Regions from separate parts of the Mus musculus genome. Here region 1 is linked to region 2. The links are chromatin contacts, called in public promoter capture Hi-C maps. All regions are on one chromosome and are shown on one strand. The core of a region is the stretch at or near the end of the contact, and the rest is flanking DNA. Distances in the headings are between cores, read along the strand shown.

Region 1 (3,226 bases), core at 466-2,965, 220 kb before region 2:
GACCTCAATGTGTAACGATAGTTAAAGCCAGAGGGGGCTTCTATTAAGAGGTGAGATCTCTGGACCACAACACTCAAATTCCCCATCTTTCATAGACAGCCCACCAAAGCCTCATAGAAGCCAATCTTTTTTGTGTTTTGGTTTTTGTTTGTTTGTTTTTCGAGACAGGGTTTCTCTGTGTAGCCCTGGCTGTCCTGGAACTCACTCTGTAGACCAAGCTGACCTCGAACTCAGAAATCCGCCTGCCTCTTCCTCCCAGGTTCTGGGATTAAAGGCATGCGCCACCACTGCCCAACCATAGAAGCCAAAAATGGTAGCTGGGTAGTGGTGACGCACACATTTAATCCCAATGCATGGGAGGCAGAGGCAAGCGGGTCTCTGTGAGTTCGAGGCTAGCCTGGTCTACAGAGCTAGTTACAAGGCAGCCAAGGCTACCTACATAAAGAAACCCTGTCTCAAAAAAAAAAAAAAAAAAAAAAAAAAAAGGAAGAAAAAAAGTTGACTCAGAAGTCTTTTGAAAGTATTCATAAGATGAACCTTGAGGCCTCAAGGTTTGGCTCTGCAAGGACAAGGGACTGGGTGCATATTTTACATATCAAAGCAGACCTGGCCTCCAGATTCTCCCAGCATCCCTCAGTCCCCATCTGGCATACCTTGCCCCCAATCCTGAACTTTCCAGCTTAGCAGCTGGGCTGCTTCCCCCCCACCCTCCCACCAGCAGAGGCTCTTTCCTATGTAATCTGGGTACGTTGGAATTTCTGGCACTCCTCCTCTCTCTCCCTCCCCACTGCCCCTCTGCTTTCCCCATGGTGACTTCCCTGGCCTCAGTCTTTGGGGCCAGTGAACTTGCCTGAGAGCAGCTTCCCAACAAACATGCCTTTAATATATTCTAGCCTAGCCTCTTGCAGTCCGGATCCTGCCTCACAGTATAGCACCTATACATCCTCTATACCGCTGGCACCAATGACAAGCACCAACTGTCCTGCATGTGGGGTCCCAGGGGACATTGAATGCATGTTTATCTGTCACCCTCCCCTGTGGCTCCCTGGCTGCTTCCCTCATGACTCTCCACCTCAGCTGCTGTTTTGCTGATGATTGCATGAAGTTGATGATACCCCTGAGACCTGAGCCCCCCCATGCCCCCACTAGGCCTGCTTGCCAAGGCATCTGTTGATCCACTGGGTCTCAGTCTAGAACCTGCTAGAAAGCCCAGACCAAAGTCCAAAGTCTTTTCATGGCCTATGACTCTAAAAGAACCAAGGCATCTGTTGATCCACTGGGTCTCAGTCTAGAACCTGCTAGAAAGCCCAGACCAAAGTCCAAAGTCTTTTCATGGCCTATGACTCTAAAAGAACATCACTTGGCCCCCTCATCTCTTCCCCTCTCCCTCCCTCCACGTGCTCCAGACTCAGCAGTGCTCACTCTCAAAGGTGCTCACCACCGGGGCTCTCTGCATCTGTCATCCATCACTGCGGGGAGGGAGGGTGTGTCTCTGCATCTCAAGTCTCTCTGTGAAGCTTTTATCGTCCATTGGTTCCTCCCTCGGAGAGGCAGAAATGGGTCCCAGTATCTTCCCAGAGAAGCCTCCCTTGGCTCAAAGCAGCTTCTCTCCATCCATCACTCCCTCACCTACTCTATTTCTATCTTCACAGTACCTACATAATGTCTGATCTTCAGGGAACCTCTTGAGACACCGTGCATTAGACTCAAAGTGTGGGGACAGCAGCTCCGGAAAGCTATTTAGTTCCTTCTCTCTCTACGTGGGACAAGCTTAGTATACAGTGACGTTTGGACTGGTTAAGGGGTGTGACCTTGGCTCTCTCAGATACCACGATAAGCACAATGACATCACCCTTGTCTCCTCCCATTGCAGGCCTGACATAATGTCTGGTGTTTCTATCTGTATTCCCAAGCTCAGGCATTCAATCTGATATTTATGAATGATTGACTAGTGAGAATGAATGGATGGATGGATGTAAAGTAGTTCTTTCATTCAACAAGTATTTATTAGCAACTGCAATGCGCCACTTTTAGAGTGAGTGACAAAGTCCCTGAGCTCCTGTGTCTTTGTTGGACAGACAGACAATGGACAAGTAATTAAATTGTTAAGGAAACAATCTAGAGCTAGGGATGGAGGTGCATATCCTTAATCCCTGTACTTGGGAGGCAGAGGCAAGCAGATCTCTGTGAGTTCAAGTCCAGCCTGGTCTACATAGAGAGTTCTAGAACAACTGGGGATACATAGTGATACCCTGTATTGAAAAGCCAAAACCCAAACAAAACAAAAAGCAATATAGGGGGTGGAGAGACGGCTCAGTGGTTAAGAGCTCTTGCTTATTTTGCAAAGGACCCAGTTTCCATCCCCAGCACCTACAACACCACATACAACCAGCTATATCTCCAGTTCCATGGGAGTCTGGTTCCCTCTTCTGGCCAGCATAGGTATTGCATACATGCGGTACACTTAAAGGAAAACATTTTTTAAAACAAAATAAATTTTAAAAAAGATAAAAACATGAGAGAGAGAGAGAGAGAGAGAGAGAGAGAGAGAGAGAGCGAGCAACCTGTTATATACCCTGAACATTTCAGGATGTCTCTTGCTGGGTAGACCAAGAAAGCAAGATCCCAACAGCTCTGTACCCAGGCGTTTGCTCAGAGTTGCTTCTGCAGAAAAGGGATAAGGTCACATCGACTCCTGCGCAAAGGACAGACGTTGTTTACCAGCTGAGATAAAGCTGCCTATACTAGGAGGCCAGATAGTGGTGGCGCACGCTTTTAATTCCAAGACTCTGGAGGCAGAGGCAGGCAGATCTCCAAGCTTGAGGCCAGCCTGGTCTACAAACTGAGTTCTAGGATAGCTAGGGCTACACAGAGAAACCCTGTCTGAGGAGAGAACACAAAACAAAATAAAAACAAACAAAAACTATCCACTAGCCGCATGTGATGGTTTATATATGCTTGGTCCAGGGAGTGGCATTATTTGGAGGTGTGGCCTTGTTGGAGTGGGTGTGGCCTTGTTGGAGTGGGTGTGGCCTTGTTGGAGTGGGTGTGGCCTTGTTGGAATAGGCATGTCACTGTGGGAGTGGGCTTTAGTACCCTCCTTCTAGCAGCCTGGAGGTCAGTCTTCCACTAGCCGACTTCAGATGAAGACGTAGAACTCTCAGCTCTGTGCGAACCAGGCCTGCCTGGGACACTGCCATGCTCCCGCCTTGATAATGGGCTGAAC
Region 2 (3,436 bases), core at 720-3,219:
TATGTTCTCTCTCCACACAACCATCTTGGTGGCCTTGTCGAGTGGACCTGCAAAACCTTTTAAGGCTTTTAAACACACATTTCCGTGGCCTAATTGATGCTAGGGGACTCAGGTGCTTCAGGACCCCCAAGGGACCTCTCTGCCACATACCTCCTGGAGTCACCTGAATGTTCTGATCATCCAGCTCCTCTTCCTGGGGCACCAAAGCCACAAAATACGGGGAGACGTTCTTCCGGGGTGTGTATCTACACACTGCTATGACCTCCTTCTCCACACACTTGGTGAGCAGAGCGCTGAACAAGGTTGAGCTCCCTAAAACACAACTGTCTCAGTGGCCTGCATCTCCTTCTCCCCTCACGCCCAGCACAGTCTTACAGGTTTTCTTTCTTTTTTCCTCCTCCTTCTTTTTACTCCAGCTGCATCTCTTGTAGGTATCTCAGCCATTTAGGAAACACAGCCCAACAAACCCAGTGACAGGCGCTGGCTGTCCCTTGAACAACCATTTACCAGGGACGTCCCCCAAAATAGGGTGTCTACACTTTGACCCTTTCCCAGGGATCTGAGCAGGGAGTCTCGGCACTCACCACTGACCAGGGACTCCTCCGGGTACACGAACAGAGAGGGCCTCAGGTAGTGCTGCTTCTTCAGCATCACCGTGGGCTTAAAGCCCATGAGGATCAAACCTGGCTCATCAAACCGCTTCAGCTCCTCTGTCTCCTCTTTCTCCAGCACAATCTGACGTGTCCCATAAGTCTAAAGGAGAACGGGCCGGCATAGTAAGGGCCACAAAAGGGCTGTGTGGAGATGAATCTGCGGCCACCAAACATCAGCAACTTAGAATTAGCTCTGGGGGGGGGGGGGGGGGGGGGCAGGGAGAAGGCAGAGTGGGAAACGCACTTGCTACCCAACTGTGAGGATGTGTTTAGATCCCTGGCAGCCATGTACCACTCGATGTGCCCACAATTCCGATGTTGGTTTGAGAGGACACAGAAGGATCGCGAGGCTTGCTGGCCAGCCAATCTGGCTAAGAAAACCATAAGCTTTGGTTCCGTGAGAGGTCCTGTCTCAAAGAACCGAGGAGGAGGGGAACAGAGCAGACACAATGTCCTCCTCTGGCCTCTACAGGCAAGTGGATAGCACACATAGTGGCAGAGTCAAATTTGAGTTTATAACAACAACAAAAGGCCCTTCAGATTTATTCAGGCGAGTGGGTTAATAAAGAAACTCAGTGGTCAGAGAGTGGCTGCCCCATAAGTCCATCTGACAATCTAGTCCCTTACAAATAGAAGAACATGCCTTATACCTCATATCCTTCAAGCAGCAGGAGAAACCATCTGGTATGAAATTTATACTCAAACAGAAAGACAAAAAAAAAAAAAACCCTCATAGATTGAATAAAAATATTTCTTTTATTCAGTTGGGTCCTGAACGTATATAAAAATGTGATCCTCTCCCACATTTTACGTAATTAAAAAGGATGTGTTCAGCCAGGCATGGTGGGGCATGCGTTTAATCATAGCAGTAGGGAGACAGGCAAGTGGATCTCTGAATCCAAGGCCAGTCTGGTCTACAGAGTGAGAACCCATCTCAAAATAACAAAAGGTCATGCTTGCTTTTCAATATCACATCCTGGTAAAGAATGTACAGCAGAGAGAGGACGAGAGAGAGAGAGGGAGAGGGAGACGGAGAGGGAGAGAGAGAGAGAGAGAATGTACTGTACCTTCTTCTCATGCTCAGAAAAACAGATGTGGTCATTTCAAAGGAAGGGGAAAAAAATCTGACTAGTTCAGCAAGGAGAATTTCTCACAAACGAATAGCCCACTGCATGTATAAACTCTAACTCCTCACCACCTGGGGTAACCACAAAGCTCTTGTTGTCGCTCTACTTAAACGGTTACAGTAGTGTGTGCTAAGCAAGCCACCAACACCTGGCCTGTTCCTTGACATATGCCATAGCTGCAAGGCCAGCTGCTTCCTGTCCTGACCGTTTATCCAGAAAGACGCAGTTTACAGTGACTTACTTCACTGGCTAGCTTGCTCAGTGTGTCTGTCTGGTTTTCTTTCGCCCAGACATGGTCTCTACACAGTCCTGTCTGTCCTGGAACGAACTCTTGTAACCCAGACTGTCCCCAGAGATCTGCCTGCTTTTGTCTCCTGAGTTCTGAGATTAAAGTCATGTGCCATCATGTCCAGCTCCTGTTGTTTAAAGATTTATTTATCTGCATGTATGTATGTGCAGCATGTGCACGCCTCGTGCATGCCTCATGCATGCAGAGGTCAGAAGGGGTCTAGTCTCCTGAAACCAAAGTATGGTTGGCTGTGAGCCACCATGTGGATGCTGGGACCAGAACCTGGGTACGATGCATGGACAGGATATGTTCTCTTAACTGCTGAGCCACCTCTACAGCCCCACCTCTCTGTCAGTTCTTAAACAAGATTCGGTAGGAAAGGTTAGCCACCTACCAGAGACCGCTTGGTGTCACTAGGCAGGAGTAGACTGCCGGTGTTTACATTAAAAGTCCTTGTCTTGGTTTTCACTGGTTCATTTGTTTCCCGATAGAGTCTCACTGGAAAAGGCTTGTTAGCTTTCTGGACCAAGTTATAAATGCCCACCATGAGTACTACGTCTTCACCGAGCTTAAACTTTAACCTGGGGGAGGAAAGGGAAAGAGAAACAAAGCAAGTATGAGCGAGCAGACTGTACTTTCCTATGTAAAAGGTTTTCACAGCATCCAAGTTCCAGTCTGCGTTACTCTGTCCAATAACCTTAGTCAAAACACAAATAGTGAATGGGCTGCAAACAGAGTTCAGCACTGGGCATGGGGGCACATGGCCAATCCCAGCAGGTGAGGGACTAAGACAGTAAGACGCCCTGAATTCAAGGCCAGCACGGGGAACAAATATGACCAAGTACCAGGTACGCAGGTCTACACACAAGACTCTGTCCCAAACAGTAATAAGAACAAACAAGTGGAGAGGTGGAGAAAAGGTAAAACGTGGTCAAGCATGATAGTAGACATCTGAAAACCCAGCTTAGAATACACAGCAAGACCCTGTCTTTAATAAATAAATAAATAAATAAATAAATAAAATCTAACAGGGCTGGCAAGATGGCTCGGGGGTTAAGAGCACTGACTGTTCTTCCGAAGATCCTGGGTTCAAATCCCAGCAACCACATGGTGGCTCACAACCATTTGTAATGAAATCTGATGCCCTCTTCTGGTGCGTTTGAAGACAGCTACAGTGTACTTACATATAATAAACAAATCTTAAAAAAAAATCTATTATTATTATTATTATTATTCACCTCATGCTATTAAAAAAATCAATTAAAGCTAGGCATGGTAGTCTACGCCTTTAATCCCAGCACTTGGGTGGAGGCAGAGGCAGGTCTGATTTCAGGGCCAGCCTGTTCTACAGAGCAAGTTCCAGGACA

Evidence for each region. Promoter capture Hi-C pulls out the DNA fragments that hold promoters and counts their contacts.
Region 1: a contact with region 2 is called in a promoter capture Hi-C map of pre-B cells. The contact joins the promoter of 1500009C09Rik here to the enhancer-like site in region 2. A contact is called at or near these places in 11 of 39 promoter capture datasets (the C10 cell line, the HPC-7 cell line, cranial neural crest and 7 more), 1 of 15 datasets of contacts at CTCF or cohesin (the NIH/3T3 cell line), 7 of 484 Hi-C or Micro-C datasets (B cells, the G1E-ER4 cell line, cortical neurons and 4 more), 28 of 115 datasets of contacts at active chromatin or transcription factors (the 230-238 cell line, the SCID.adh cell line, T-cell acute lymphoblastic leukemia and 18 more) and 3 of 9 other capture datasets (adipose tissue, liver and pancreatic islet).

The regions. Positions count from the first base shown.
Region 1 is chr15:82,250,961-82,254,186 of GRCm38.p6, reverse strand. 1500009C09Rik (RIKEN cDNA 1500009C09 gene) reads right to left here and starts at 1,715. Exons shown (of 2, transcript NR_037697.2): 1 at 1,439-1,715.
Region 2 is chr15:82,026,439-82,029,874 of GRCm38.p6, reverse strand. It overlaps Xrcc6 (X-ray repair complementing defective repair in Chinese hamster cells 6), which reads right to left. Exons shown (of 13, transcript NM_010247.2): 7 at 2,464-2,650; 8 at 585-753; 9 at 151-312. Among named protein-coding and RNA genes, the nearest start is that of Xrcc6, 12 kb to the right of the region's middle. Within about 2 kb of position 1,969, at least 36 of the 459 cell types and tissues checked have an H3K27ac peak or open chromatin away from gene starts, as enhancers often do. A contact at or near this core is called in the 230-238 cell line, the SCID.adh cell line, T-cell acute lymphoblastic leukemia and 2 more, where this site is marked.